2 separate regions of the Danio rerio genome follow, and region 2 is linked to region 1. A link is a contact called in public Hi-C data. All regions are on one chromosome and are shown on one strand. Each heading gives the region's core, a stretch centred on a gene start, on an enhancer-like site or on the middle of the called end of the contact. The rest is flanking DNA. Distances are from core to core; before and after follow the strand shown. Region 1 holds the start of hecw1a (HECT, C2 and WW domain containing E3 ubiquitin protein ligase 1a). Region 2 overlaps hecw1a (HECT, C2 and WW domain containing E3 ubiquitin protein ligase 1a).

Evidence for each region. Hi-C and Micro-C count contacts between places; a contact is called where the count stands out from the background.
Region 2: a Hi-C map of an unstated tissue shows a contact between it and region 1, with 3 times the contacts expected there. The contact joins the enhancer-like site here to the promoter of hecw1a in region 1. A contact is called at or near these places in 6 of 18 Hi-C or Micro-C datasets (caudal fin, embryo, fibroblasts and 2 more).

What each region holds. Positions count from the first base shown.
Region 1 is chr24:755,492-763,094 of GRCz12tu, forward strand. It overlaps hecw1a (HECT, C2 and WW domain containing E3 ubiquitin protein ligase 1a), which reads left to right and starts at 4,226. Exons shown (of 28, transcript XM_073941348.1): 1 at 4,226-4,361. The region is part of intron 1 of LOC141380801 (a long non-coding RNA gene); the gene reads right to left. LOC141380800 (a long non-coding RNA gene) reads right to left here and starts at 2,962. Exons shown (of 5, transcript XR_012399640.1): 1 at 2,680-2,962.
Region 2 is chr24:797,744-805,346 of GRCz12tu, forward strand. It overlaps hecw1a (HECT, C2 and WW domain containing E3 ubiquitin protein ligase 1a), which reads left to right. Exons shown (of 28, transcript XM_073941348.1): 10 at 1-930; 11 at 3,832-3,982; 12 at 6,234-6,343; 13 at 6,812-6,933. The region is part of intron 1 of LOC141380801 (a long non-coding RNA gene); the gene reads right to left. Among named protein-coding and RNA genes, the nearest start is that of stk17a, 32 kb to the right of the region's middle. Within about 2 kb of position 4,653, at least 2 of the 62 cell types and tissues checked have an H3K27ac peak or open chromatin away from gene starts, as enhancers often do.

The sequences.
Region 1 (7,603 bases), core at 2,976-5,475:
ATAATCACTCTGAAATTGAGTCCAAACAGTGTTGTTTCTGTCATTATTAGAGCAGTGGATTTGTGATATCATGTTGTTGTTTGTTGTTGTTGTTTTTGTTTGTTTGTTTGTTGTTGTTGTTATTTTTTTGTTTTGTGTTGTTGTTGTTTTGTTGTTGTATTTGTTTTTGTTTGTTGTTGTTATTTTTTGTTGTTGTTTGTTGTTGTTTGTTGTTGTTTTGTTGTTGTATTTGTTGTTGTTTTGTTGTTGTATTTGTTGTTGTTTTTTTGTTATTTTTTTGTTGTTGTTTTGTTGTTGTATTTGTTGTTGTTTTGTTGTTGTATTTGTTGTTGTTTTTGTTTGTTGTTTTTTTGTTATTTTTTGTTGTTGTTGTTTGTTGTTTTGTTGTTGTATTGTTGTTTTTGTTTGTTGTTATTTTTTGTTGTTGTTGTTTTGTTGTTGTATTTGTTGTTGTTTTTGTTTGTTGTTATTTTTTTGTTTTGTTGTTGTTGTTTTTTGTTGTATTCGTTGTTGTTTTTGTTGTTGTTTCTTATTGTTGTTTCTTGTTGTTATTTGTTGTTTGTTTTTATTTGTGGCTGTTTGTTGTCGTTGTTTGTTGTTGTTGCTGTTTGTTGTTTGTTGTTGTTGCTGTTTGTTGTTTGTTGTTGTTTGTTGTTGGTTTTGTTTGTTGTTGTTGTTTTTGTTTGTTATTGTTTTTTGTCGTTGTTTGTTGTTGTGTTGTTTTTGTTTGTTGTTGTTGTTTTTGTTTGTCATTGTTGTTTGTTGTTGTTGTTTAGATCTCTTTGGTTTATTGGTTTGATGTTTTAGATTTACAGCTCTTTGCTGCAGTGTACTGTAGTATTATTACTGTGAACTGATAAACTGTCAAATACTGTAGTGTATTTTAATTTTTACTACAGTAAACTGTGCTGTATTGTAGCATAATAAACCCTATAGTTGTAGAAAACTACAGTACTGGGTCATTTCTTTAAATTTTCTTTATACTTTAAATCACCACAACATATTAATGCAAGTACAGTTGAAGTCAGAATTATTAGCCGCCCTTTGAATTTTTTTCTTTTGTAAATATTTCACAAATTATGTTTATTAGAGCAAGGAAATGTTCACAGTGTGTTTGATCATATTTTTTCTTCTGGAGAAAGTCTTATTTGTTTTATTTGGGCTAGAATAAAAGCAGTTTTTAATAGTTTTAAAGCCATTTTAAGGTCAATATCATTCGCCCCTTCAGCAATATTAGTGTTGGATTGTCTCCAGAATAAACCACTGTTATACAATGACTTTCCTAATTACCCCAACCTGCCTAGTTACCCTGATTACCCTAGTGAAGCCTTTACATGTCACTGTAAGCTGAACACTAGTGTCTTGAAGAATATCTAGTCTAATATTATGTGCTGTCATCATGACAAAGAGAAAATAAATTAGTTATTAGAAATAAGTTATAAAAAATTATTAGAAATGTGTGTGTGTGTGGGGGGGGGGGGGTCATAATTCTGACTTCAACTGTATTTACTATAGTATGGTTCAAAAAACACTACATTACAAAATACTATAGTATTTTTGCCATGTGAGGAATTTCCTAAATAAAGTATCATGACGGACTGCTTTTGTACAGGTAAAATTACTGCAATTTCATAAATGATCACACATTTAAGTCACATGCCTAGGAAGAAATAATATGGATAATACCTGATTCTAGAGGACGAGTGCAAAACATTTCTTGCAATAAGCACTATCATCATTTAAGATGGCATGGGGAATTTATTAACATAAACAGCTGTTTAAGTGATCTTTTGATTTCACTCAGAGTCTTCCATGACAGAAATAACTATTGCATAAGATTTTAAATGTTTGGTAAACTGCAGTAATCATAAATGCCCGCTAGAGGTCTCTGTTGCGCTTTTGTGTACTTACTTATCATTAGTGAATACAACTCCAACCATAAACATAAGGTTTTAATGGTGCTTGAATATGTTTTATTTATTATTCAGGCTATTTTTATTATTATTATTATTATTTTAAACTGTCTTCACTCATTTAAATACAAATATGAAAATGCATGCAAGTCATCCAGGTGACTGGTGGGACGCTCGCGTGATATTGTTTATATATATATATATATATATATATATTTATTTATTTATTTATTTATTTATTTTCTAGTCCAAATATCTACAAATATTTAAATCAAGAAGCATTCTCCAGACTTGCGTTTAGAAATATGACCAAAAAATGCCATGTCAAAATAAGACATTTTGCTCTGTAAATTGGCAGATTGTTAAGCTTGTTTTAAGGAAAAACTCACTTAATTTAGGCATATTATTTCTGAAAACAAGGCTATTTTTTGCTTGTATATAAAATGCTTCTTGATTTAAGGATTTTTAAATATTTGGACTAGAAACAAGACAACAAATGTAACCTAGAAAGGCATCTTTTACAGTGGTAAAGGTGTTAGTAACAGTTTTCACAATGTAGGCTTCATTAACATATCAAAACGGTTTTCCCGCCAACTCTATTGACTATGGTTAATCATTAGTGGTCCCCATTCCACACACTGGAACCGTCGAGTTGGATTAAGCGGGAAATGTCAAGCCTACGTTCTTGCGTGTTTACATCACGTCCGTAAACAACACTGCTGCTTCTTTATTGCGAGAAAGCATCGGGTTTTGGCGATAGACTTACTTCGTCAAAGATTGAACAGGACAGCAGGTGAGCATTAGTAGTGTATCCAAACATTGATCTTTGCGGGGCATCCAACATCACCAAATCCACCGTCGTCCAAACAAAGACAACACTGACCTCAAATCCAAAACAGACTCGATAAGCACGTGTCCGAACAAAATATAATTAGGATACGAGTTGTTGTAAATGGGTATCGCAGAGTGGCAGGTCTGCAGTGATATGTTTATATTAATACACAGTAACCATGGGGATTCCTCAGGCCAGATGGGCCAGATACAGCGATGACGTAAAAGAGCTACTCTACTAGAAACATGCAGTGTAGTGTTTCGACCACAGATGGCGACAGAGAGAGCGGGGAGCCACCTTGAATGAACTTCAGCTTAATGAGACACGATTTATTTAATTAAAACGCACAATATTTTACAGGATTTCATTCGAATATAGTATAGGGAGAGAGACAGTGTTTGTTTTTTTGTAAGCAGATAAGCATTCGACTTCTTTATAGTAAAAATATTTCTTTGAAATGTTCTTATCTCAACTTAACAAAGTAATAAATAAATAAAAGTAGTAACTTCCAATTGTTACCTGAAATGTAACCAACCTTGAATGTTGGTTATTTAATTCAGATTATTCTATAAAGCTAAATAATAGGCTATATTTACCTTTAATAAGTCTAAAGTTAATTAAAACTTAGCTTACTTATTAATTTATATATTTATTTTGAATTTATTTACTTTAAGTGTAACTTACATAAAGCAGTCAGCGCTGCACTTTACAATACAGCTAATTTATTTATCATGCTCTTTAATATAAGAGAAAAATCCAAAATATGTAGTTTTGCAGGTCTCAATTATATAAACAGGGTTGAGATACAGCTAAATATTATGTTTTGGGTATACACACATACAGCTTTGGTAAAAAAGTAATGCATTGCAATTTTAAGTCAATCTTACTCTTTAAATAAAGTATCATAACGTACTTCGACTTAGTAACTAAATAATCCATGGATTAATATGCTAGATTAATGCAAGATTGAGTCTTATGTAGGTTAAATGTTTTGATAAATGCATTAAATCTATGTATAGAAGTGATATGTACTTAGAATGCATGTTAAATGTAAGTCAAGTGTCTACTTAGTTTATGTTTCATTATCAAGCGGATATAAAAATAGAGTAAGATCATTAATACCTGTATTAAAACGTCATATAATAAGTGATCACAGCCTTGATTGTAATTTAAATGGTTAAAACGTCTTGCTGACAAATTAGTGAAGGATATAACGGCAAAATATAAAGTCATTTAATAATAAATTAAATAAATATCATTCAATATTTTGAGGTCAAGTTGATCAACGCTCTTTAATAATGATTCTTGCCCTGATTGTTGTGTATATTTAATTAGACTGCTGTTACACTGAGTGCCAGTTCAGTGCGTGTCTTCTTTAAATCACAGTTCAGCTCGTCTTGTGTTGTGGGCGGAGTCAGAAGGAATGCCGACTGCTGATTGGCTGCTGCGCAGTGCTGATGCGGGACAGTGTTGACGCTCTGGTTCTGCTGCTCGGGATGGATTGAGCGGTTTCCCCGGCTCCGGATCACCGTGTTCGGCTTGAGGATTGCAGTGAGACCCGCTGAGCTGGAGCCCGGAGCTTGAGCATGATCCACCGGCGGATCTTTCTGTCTCAGGTGTGTGTCTATGAGTGAGCGAGGGCTTCATTGTCATGTCCGTGTGTGTGTGCGTGCGTGCGTGTGTGTCGATGGAGAGTCATTTACCTCTGCAGACGCGCGCGCAGTCCTGTGAAGATCGCGTTTCATCGTGTGTGTGTGTGTGTGTGTGTGTGTGTGTGTGTGTGTGTGTGTGTGTGTGTGTGTGCGCGTGTGTGCGTGTGTGTGTGTGTGTTTGTTTGCGTTTGTGTTTGTTTGCGTGCGTGTATTTGTGTGCCCGTATTTTGTTCTGATGTTCTACTGGTGATTGAGGGATTCTCTCTCTCTCTCTCTCTCTCTCTCTCTCTCTCTCTCTCTCTCTATCTCTCTCTCTCTCATATCATCTTTTTGGGTGGCAATTGGATTGATAGACATGGCTGTGTATTGCCAAAGCATACATAGCAGTAAACAAAAGCCTAAATAACATCAGTATATACATATATATATATATATATATATATATATATATATATATATATATATATATATATATATATATATATTTATAAAAGAAATACAAACACATACGAGTACACATTGCCACTGTATAGAGCAGTAAAATAGACAATATAAGTTATAATAGTAGTACAATTATAATAATAATAGCAGACAATAATTACATACATTGCATTTGTGATGTTTACGTTAAAGCATGAAAACAAATAACAGTAATAGTGATAAACAACAACTAACAATAAATAATAATAAACACTACAGGATATTTAGCAATCAACATTTCAGGAAAAAACACTAATGATAAATGCTAATAAACAGTATATTTAACAATTTTAAGAATGTATGAACAACAATTTAAAATTCTGTCGGTGTGTGTGTGTGTGTGTGTGTGTGTGTGTGTGTGTGTGTGTGTGTGTGTGTGTGTGTGTGTGTGTGTGTGTGTGTGTGTGTGTGTTGTTTATAAGCACATCTTTCTCTTTTTTTCTGGTGTCATTCAGCTTTTTTCCTCTTTCCATGTGACACACACACAGACATACTGACATGATCATCCCGCTGTTTACAGCTCCTCTTACACACTTTATTAAACAGTAGGGCTGCACCATATTGGGGAAAAATGACATTGCGATATTTTGTTTTTGCTTATAAAAATAAGTATGTTTATAATGTTTATATAGTGTGTGTTTGTGTGTAATATGAATATAATTTCACCAGATGATTTAAATAACTATATTTATGAAGAATTCATAATTTTACATTGATCAAGAATGCATCTGCATAAAATATCAAATCAAAATACAAGCCTACGTGAATACAATAGAGCAAAGATACTGCAACAACGGAGTTCAGGGTCTAAACTCAGTTTATTCACAGCTTGGTCAAGCAGGCAGTGGTCAAAAGGAACAAACGGTTCCATGAGGGTACTCCAAAAGTGTAGTCGTGGTCACAGGCAGAGGTCGGTGCAGACGGCAAACAGGATAAACAAAGAACGAAACAAGGGTCAGGAAGTGCGGCTAGACTAGGAAACGCTTTGTACATGTGAACAAGACTCAGCACTGTGTGTGTGAGTGTGAGGGGTATTCATAGTCCTGGTAATCAGTCTATGGTGAGCTTCCCGCTGTGTGTGTGTGTGTGCAATCAGTGAGAGAACTGCAATTGGTGTGTGTGAACAGGTAAGATGGGATTAGTAGTTCTTTTGGTGGCAGGTTTGTAGTTCTCCAGTGATTTGTATAGACTCACTGGTGACTGTGACGGACACAAAAATAAATAAATAGGGCTTTATTAATTAATGAATTAATTAATTTATTTATTTAATTAATTATTTATTCCCATATTATAGCCCATAAATTTATATAATTGTTATTATAATAATAATAATAATTTATTTATTTATTTTTATTTATTTATTTATTTATTTATTTATTTATTTATTATTATTATTATTATTCCATATATACACTGAAATAAGTGAATACTAATAATACATGTTATTATTAGTATTATTTATCTTCATAGTATAATACAGAAAAAAATAATAAATAATAGTAATTATATAATATTTATTATTATTATAATTATAATCATTGCTGTTGTTGTTGTTATTATTATTATTATTCATTCCATATTATAGGTCACACTGAAAAATATAAAAACAACAGTAATACACTGTAAAAATGCTGGGTTCCACACAATCAATTTGTGTAGAGACAACATGAAGTCAATAAGTTAACTTATTAGTTTTCACTAATTTAAGTGGATTTAATATAAAAACAATTGGGGTATCTCCACCCCCCCCCCCCCAAAAAAAAACTTAATTGTGTTGTTTTAGCTCATTTGAAAAAAGCTGATTAAACAAACAGCAAAATAAAGTATATATTAATTTATATATTTATATAATTATAACAATAATAATAATAGTTTTATTATATTTATTATATTATAATAATAATATTATTATTATTATTATAATCGTTGTCATCATTGTTGTTGTTGTTATTATCATTATTATTATGGTAACACTTTACAATGATGTTGTATTAGGTATTGTTAGTTAATGCATTTACTAACACGAACAAACAATGAACAATACATTTATTACAGTGTTTATTCATGTTAATTAATGTAAATACAGTCATTTATTGTTAGTTCATTTACTCAGTGCATTAACTAATGCTAAAAAGCATGAATTTGGATGTTAATAACGCTTTCGTAAATGTTGACCTATGATTAATAAATGCTCTACAACTATTGATCATCCTTAAATACATGAACTAATGAAACTCTATTGTAAAGCGTGACTATTGGTATAATTTGCACATATTATAGCACATATATTACAAAAATGCTGCATTTGTAACCAAATACCCAGTTATTTCAGTAAGTATGTCTACATCATCAGCTGAGAAGTGTGTGTTTCCGTCTCTGTGTCTGCAGTTTCAGTGGTGTGGTTCTGAAGCCTCTCTGTTGATTATTATACAGAGATTAATGTGATTTATGAAGCAGTGGCTTTGGTATTGGATGTGAGGTTAGGATTGATCGTCAGGCATCATCAGGCTGGTATTTACCCTGTGCACTCTGGGACAGCTGTGGCTTGCTAAATGTATTTACACACTCAAGCACACACACATTCACATAGATATCAAAATCACGGACAGATATATCACAGATAACTTGTTTTTATAGAAAAAAAATTATTCAACAAAAATAAATGCTATTCTTCTGAAGCTAAACAGTGGTATCAACATTAATTAGCTTTATAGTATAACTATTAT
Region 2 (7,603 bases), core at 3,403-5,902, 43 kb after region 1:
CATCGGAAGTACTGGACAACCGTGATGCTGAACATACTGATGGAGTAAATGAAGAGCATGAAGTAGAAACAAGCTCTGAACAGGTGGATCTAATGGTAGACGGAGATAATGAATGTTCCCCAAGGGTACGAGTTCAGTTAAAGCGCAAGAATCGACCGTGCTCGCTTCCAGTATCTGAATTAGAGACGGTTATCGCCTCGACGTGTGAAGAACCCGAAACGCCGCGCTCTCATTACATCCGCATTCATCATCTACTCCACAGTCTGCCGTCAGCTCAGTGCCACCGAGATGAAGAGGAAGATGCACCTGATCCCGAATCTTCAGAAGAAATCACGATCAAACCTCAAGAAGATAAAGAAGACGAAGATGAGGTATCCGAAGCTCAGTCTCCGTCAGTTGTTCCTGAGTGTCCGAGACCGTGTTGCAGGCGAATTTTACCACGTAGCCTCTCAATCGAGCGTCTTTCTGAACTCAACCAGCTTCTGGAGGGAGAAAGACCGTCTCCGTCCACCCTCCGGATATACAGTGAAGACGGGGATTCGGGAAGAAGAAGGGAGCCTCGGGAAAGCGAGTGTGAATTTTGTGATAACTCCTGCTATAGTACGTCATGTTACAGCACGTCCTGTTACAGCACCTCGTGTTACAGCACAAACTCGGGTTACGAGGGCCGAAACCGGCTGTGCAGCCACACACGCCTGTCCTCGGTGGACAGCACCCGCCTGTCGGAGAGCACGGTTTTCTCTTCGCAAGAGGAAGAGGAGGAGGAAAACAGCGCGTTTGAGTCGGTGTCAGACTCCATGCGGAGCCCAGATGTGCGGGAGCCAGGCGGAGGCTCGGTCCAGTGGAGGGAGTCTTCTTCAGAAGAGAGTCCTCTGGGGGACGCGGAGGTGGATGAGTCGCCTGTGGCGGGACCTAGTGTTCGGCCAACAGGTGAGGAGGCTTTTCTGAATTGTGCATTGCTGATTGGATAAAAATGGGATGGGTTAGGGCCACTAACAGGTCAGAATGCAGTTTGGGTGCAGACCCAGAAGCCACCCCATATGGACCCAGACCTACAGCCTAGAGCAGGGCAGCTCAATCCAGTTCTTGGAGATCTGCCTTCCTGCAGAGTTCATCTGCAACCTTGATCAAACACACCTGTCTGTAATCACCAAGTGCTCCTCCAGATCCTGCTTGGTTGGTTTAGTTGTGTTTGATCAGGGTTGGAGCTGAACTCCATGTAGATCTCTAGGAACAGGATTGGACACCCCTGGCCTAGAGGTCTGCTCGGGACTGTTTTTTTTTATTTCAGTCTTGCTGTGCATTGCTAAAAGTTTAATAATGGGGATGGGTTAAGGAAATGTTCACTATCAGGTCAACCAGACCCAGAGGCTTTCCCAAAAGGACCCAGATCTTGTGTTCAGACAACAGGTGAGATGACTTGTAAGAATTGTGCATTGCTGAAAGGTCAAAAATGGGATGGGTTAGGGCCACTAACAGGTGAACTGGACCCAGAAGCCATTCCACACGGACTTATACCTACAGTCTATAGCAAGGATAGCCATACTTGATCCTCGAGGGCCGGTGTCCCTGCAGAGTTTTCTCCAACACTAATCAAACACACCTGAACAAACTAATCAGTGACTTAAATCACTAGAAAGCATGTGTGTTTGATAAGCGTTGGAGCAAAACTATGTAGGACACACGCCCTCCAGTATTAAGTTTGCCCATCCCTGGTCTAGAGCACTCGCCTGTGGCTGGACCCAGGGTTAGGTCATCAGGGGAGGAGACTTTTCTAGATTATGCATTCCTGAAAGATAAAAACTGGTATGGGTTAGGGGAGTGGTAACTAACAGGAGAACCACGGTTCAATTGCCGACCCAGAACCCACTCCTACAGCCTTAGCATGGAGCCCAATCCTGTTTCCCAGGTCTACCTTTCTGCAGAGTTCATCTGCAACCTTGGTCAAACACACCTGTCTGTAATCACCAAGTGCTCCTTCAGATCCTGCTTAGTTGGTTGTGTTTGATCAGCGTTGGAGTTGAACTCTGCGGGAAGGTTGATCTCCAGGAACAGGAATGGACACCCCTGGCCTAGAGGTCTGCTTGGGACTGTTTTTTTTTATTTCTGTCCTGCTGTGCATTGCTAAAAGATCAATAATGGGAGGATGGGTTAAGGCAATGGTCACTAACAGGTCAACCGGACCCAGAAGCTTTCCCATAAGGACCCAGATCTTGAGTTCGGCAAACAGGTGAGGAGCCTTTTCTGAATTGTGCCTTGCAAAATTGGGATGGGTTAGGGTCACTAACACGCAAACCGGACCTAGAAGCCGTTCAATACGGACCCAGACCTACAGTCTAGAGCAGGGGTGGCCAACCCTGTTCCTGGAGACCCAACTTCCTGCAGATTTCAGTTGCTACCCATATCGAACACACCTGAACCAATTAATTAGGACCTGAACACCACGTGATAATTACAGGCAGGTGTGTTTGATATGGGTTGCAACTGAAATCTGCAGGAAGGTGGCTCTCCAGGAACAGGATTGGCCACCCCTGGTCTAGTGGTCTGCACAGGACTGTTTTTTCAGTCCCGCTCATGCTGGGTTTTATTCCACACCTGATTGCTCCTGCTGCTTAATTATTATTTATTAGGTTTTTTTTTTTACCCGCTGTCATATTAGAACAGTTCTCTTCCCGACCCGACTGTTCCCACTGAATTAATCAACTGTATATCCAGAGATTTCATGTACTTCATTGTATTGACTTGCTTCTGTGACACTGGCAGGACAGTTCCCGCTTCCAGTATATCAGCGCTGATTTATGGCACTCGTCATAAGTCACGGGTGTGTGTTGTGATTTGTTTGTAGGCAGTTTTCATTTGCACTGCAGTCATCATGCAATCACTCAGACTCCTGCTTTGCGGCCTGATCCCCATCATTACCCCAGTGTTGATCAACCATTACCACCAAGTAAGCTTTCCTCAATCACATCTGACCCTGGCTTGTGCTGTTGACATGTGTTTACCTTCATTAGCATGCAAGTGTGTGTGAGTGTGCGTGTTTGTGTGTGTGTGTTTGTGTGTGTGTGTGTGTGTGTGTGTCATCTCATTTGCTTTGTCTCCATCCACATGTTTTGATGTGTATTTTGGAATACTGCATAAAACACACTGGATGGTGAACCTCAGCGTGTGCATTGAATCATGATATGCACATTTAGTTGAACTGCACATTGAGCTGATAACAATACACAAATATTTAGACAATAAATTCCTTGATGTTCATGCAAAAGTCAATAATGGATCACCTGTGCATGCTCAGAAGTGTTGAAACTTTGCACTTTTGTGCTGTAAAAATATCTGTACATTAGCGGTTTTCCGTATTTCATTCATTCATTCATTTTCTTTAAGGCTTAGTTCCTTTATTAATCCGGGGTCGCCACAGCGGAATGAACCGCCAACTTATCCAGCATGTTTTTACACAGCGGATGCCCTTCCAGCCGCAGCCCATCTCTGGGAAACACACTCATTCACACTCATACACTACAGACAATTTAGCCTACCCAATTCACCTGTACTGCATGTGTTTGGACTGTGAGGGAAACCGGAGCAGCCGGAGAAAACCCACGCCAACACGGGGAGAACATGCAAACTCCACACAGAGAAATGCCAACTGACCCAGCCGAGGCTCGAACAAGAGACCTTATTGCTGTGAGGCGACAGCACTGCCTACTGGGAATAGGAAATAATGTGGAAAAAATGTCTTGCTCTGTTAAACAGCACTTGGGAGATAAACGAGGAAGAATTCAGATCTCCACAGGAGGACAGTGGATGATGTGTGTGTGTGTTTGTGCACAGATTGGGAGGCGCGTGTGGACAGTCACGGTCGTGTTTTTTACGTGGATCATGTAAACCGGACAACAACATGGCAGAGACCCATTCATGCAGCCAAGCGCACCGGCATGCAGAGATCAGGGTCCACACACCAGATGGAGCAGCTCAACCGCAGGTACAACACACTATACACTGTAAAAATACCCAGAAATGAGCAGTTTTCTGTATTTTGTGATTAATGTTTTTATTTTCCCCCATTTATTTCTGCTTTTAAGTTGCATAATGGGATCTTGATCTTTCTTCCAATAACTTTTAACCTTGAGTAGTTGTAAAAAGTGTGTTTTCTGCTCTTGTGTAACAGTCTGCAGGGCTATATTGTGTGTGTTGGTGTTGTATATTACGCTACAAACACCTTGTAATAAACTGCAACACATCTCCTGTTATTTCACACACTTATTCCTCTACATAATGTTTCTTATATTATATTCAAAAAACTAAAATGTCATTAAAATTAACATTATTAAACTGTAGTTTAGAATTTTCAACATCAGAAGTGGAGCAGAGATCAGCATCCCATAATGCAAGTCACTACCGCAAATAAACCCAAATCACACCGTTAACTGTTCATTAACAGATATTGTTTACAGTGCAGGAGAATATTTCCTTCATTCGTTCACATCTGTTTACCATGTCAGTGTAGCTGTGAAATAAAGATGTATAGCCACAAACTAATAAGTATTAAAGATATAATTCAGAACAGATGCTTTGGAATTATTGTAGTGAGTTGAGTAAAATTTCACAACATCTCAAAGGTATATTTGAGCAGATGCTGCCCCCTGCAGGACACACACGCTTAAGCACTGAAACACCAAAATGAGTCCAAGTAGGTATCGCTGCAGCCCGGAGACCTGCAAGTGGGAGGCATTACACCGCAAGTAGGTTGGTTGGCCTCCAAGTGGGAGGGACTCAAACCACAAGTAGGTTGGGTTTATCAGGTTACTGTGAGGTCGGGTTTAGGGTTAGGTGTACACATTCATAAAGCACAATATTAAACTCTAAATACGACTAAATAAGGTTTGCACAGCCCACTTGGAGCTCCAAAGCCCACCCTCTTGGAGCTGGCTCTGACCTCCGTTTATACCCTTCTCAAATGAGTCAGCGGAGAACAGTGTTGCCAGATGTAGCTAACCAAAACCTAATCTAAAACCCGCTGTGCTATGGCACCTCTTTGGGGGATCATAACAGGTTTATAAGTGAAGGGGCTGGCTGCACGCTGTTACAAAACCGACCAATTTTACACATTTCCTGCCTATGTCATTTTTTACCTGCAAAAATTTATTCAAAACCGCTCAATCTGGCAACACTGGCGGAGAATCCGATTTTTGTTTGGGGTCTTTTGTGTGACTGTGGCTTAGAAATAAATTATATTTATTAATTCAAGCAGCATTAAAATGATCAAATCAAATGTGGATTAAATATAATTATAATGTTACAACAGATTATGTAAAACAAACAAAATACAATCCTGAAAAATAAAATGCATTACAGTTTCATGCATCATTAATATTTCTTAATCATCATATAATAATTTCTGACTCCAAAGACTGGGACATGCTGCTTTACATTACAGATATAAATGCCACTTTACTGCATATTCTCTTAAAACTGCTATTTTATACTGTAATAATAGTTGCTAAACATGTATTGACCTCAAAATGTTATATATATATGTTTTATATTAATTGTTATAACTAAAACAAAATCACTTCTTAAGCATCTTTGATATTTATAAAACAGCGTTAACCCTTTAATAGGAATGGTAACTTCCTAGGTGAACATTTGTGCATTTAGGTTATCATTAAAACTAAAAATGATGGTATCGCACTGTCACCTCACAGCAAGAAGGTCGCTGGTTCGCCTGGGTCAGTTGGTGTTTCTGTGTGGAGTTTGCATGTTCTCCCCGTGTTGGCTCCGGTTTCCCCCACAGTCCAAACGCATGCGCTTTAGGGGAACTGATCAACTAAATTGGCCGTAGTGTATGAGTGTGTTTGAATGAGGGTCTATGGGTGTTTCCCAGTACTGGGTTGCAGCTGGAAGGGCATCTGCTGCGTAAAACATGCTGAAATAGTTGCCGGGTCATTCCGCTGTGGTGACCCCTGATAAAAAATCAGAGAGTAAGCCAAAGGAATGAAGTTAAAGGGTTAATAAATGCGAGAGATTTGTTTTAATTAAAAGGTATGATGTGTGTGATTGATGTGAAATAAACCAATACATTTAATTGATACAAAAGGAACCAAGCTCTTGAAATAAATCTAGAGTATGTGTGTATTATTTGCTGAATCAACTCAGACAGAACAATGCAGATATTTTTCCTTATATGACGATGATAGGAGTGTTTTCCCCCAGCAGTGTTGATTTTTCCTCAGGTATCAGAATATTCAGCGGACGATGGCGAGCGAAGACGAGCCTGCAAACACTCGCGGATCTGAGAGGAACACTGGAGATACCGAGAGCGAATCCACAACACAATCCACAGGTCAGCCTCATCACTGATCAGCCTTCAGAAAGCAGGAAAACTTCATCAGCGTTCCAGATTTTAATTATAATAGTAATATATTTTGCTTATAAAGCACTTTAAAAATATTCAAATATAAAATTATACAATATTAACAAGCAAACTTAGAAAACATGCTGTTTTAATACATTATTCATTAATTTTCCTTCGGCTTAGTCACGTTATTAATCAGCGGATGCACAATGGAATGAACCGCCATATTCCTATTCCAACTATTACAGCATATGCTTTACACAGCGGGTGCCCTTCCAGCTAACACACACACACCCACTAAGGCCACTTTAGTTTATTCAGTTCCCCTATAGCGCATGTGTTTGGACTGTGGGGGAAACCGGAGCACCCGGAGGAAACCCACGCCAACACAGTTGTGCCTATAGGGATTGTAATAAAGCGTAACCTAAACAGTGTTTGTTCCTGTGTTGTGTGTAGATCAGAGAAGAGACGGCCCTTCATCTCCGGTCAATAACCCGAACGTCTCGCAGCTGCTTCAGTGTCCCGCCGTCAAGTTCATCACTCACCCTGAATTCTTCACTGTCCTCCATGCAAACTACGTAAGTCACTGTGGGATGCATGCATGTGTGCTGTCTCTAATGTTTGTGTTGCAGGAGCAGCTTTAAAGAGCCCCTATGATGCATTAGGAAAGGTCATATTTTGGTGTTGGGGGTCTCCAGCTACAGGCTGATCTGCTTTCAGGGCAAAAAACACTTTCATTGTCTCTTAATCTGCATAATTATCTCTACCTAATTATCATAACCCCTCCCACATGATTTATTCAGCGATTAATTTTTTCCAAACCCCTCCTGTGCATGAGACTAATCTTTGGTTAATGGTTTAATGACCCAGTTTGTTGTGATTGGTTCGATTACCAAGTCTGTTGTGATTGGTCCAATGGCCCGGTCTGTGGTTATTGGTCCCATGGCCTAGTCTGTTGTGATTAGTCCGATGGCCTGGTCTGTGGTTATTAATCCGATGGCTCGGTTTGTGGTGATTGGTCCAATGACCTAGTTTTTTTGTGATTGGTCTGATGACCCAGTCTGTTGTGATTGGTCCGAAGGCCTGGTCCGATGTGATTTGTCCGATGGCTCGGTCTGTTGTGATTAGTCCGATGGCCCAGTCTGAAATGTGAATAGCCTTAGAGTTAAGCGGCTAAAGATTTGAACCCAAAATGAGTCATCACTTTTGAGAATCAATTGATTTAACTTTTAAACTGCATTGTATTGA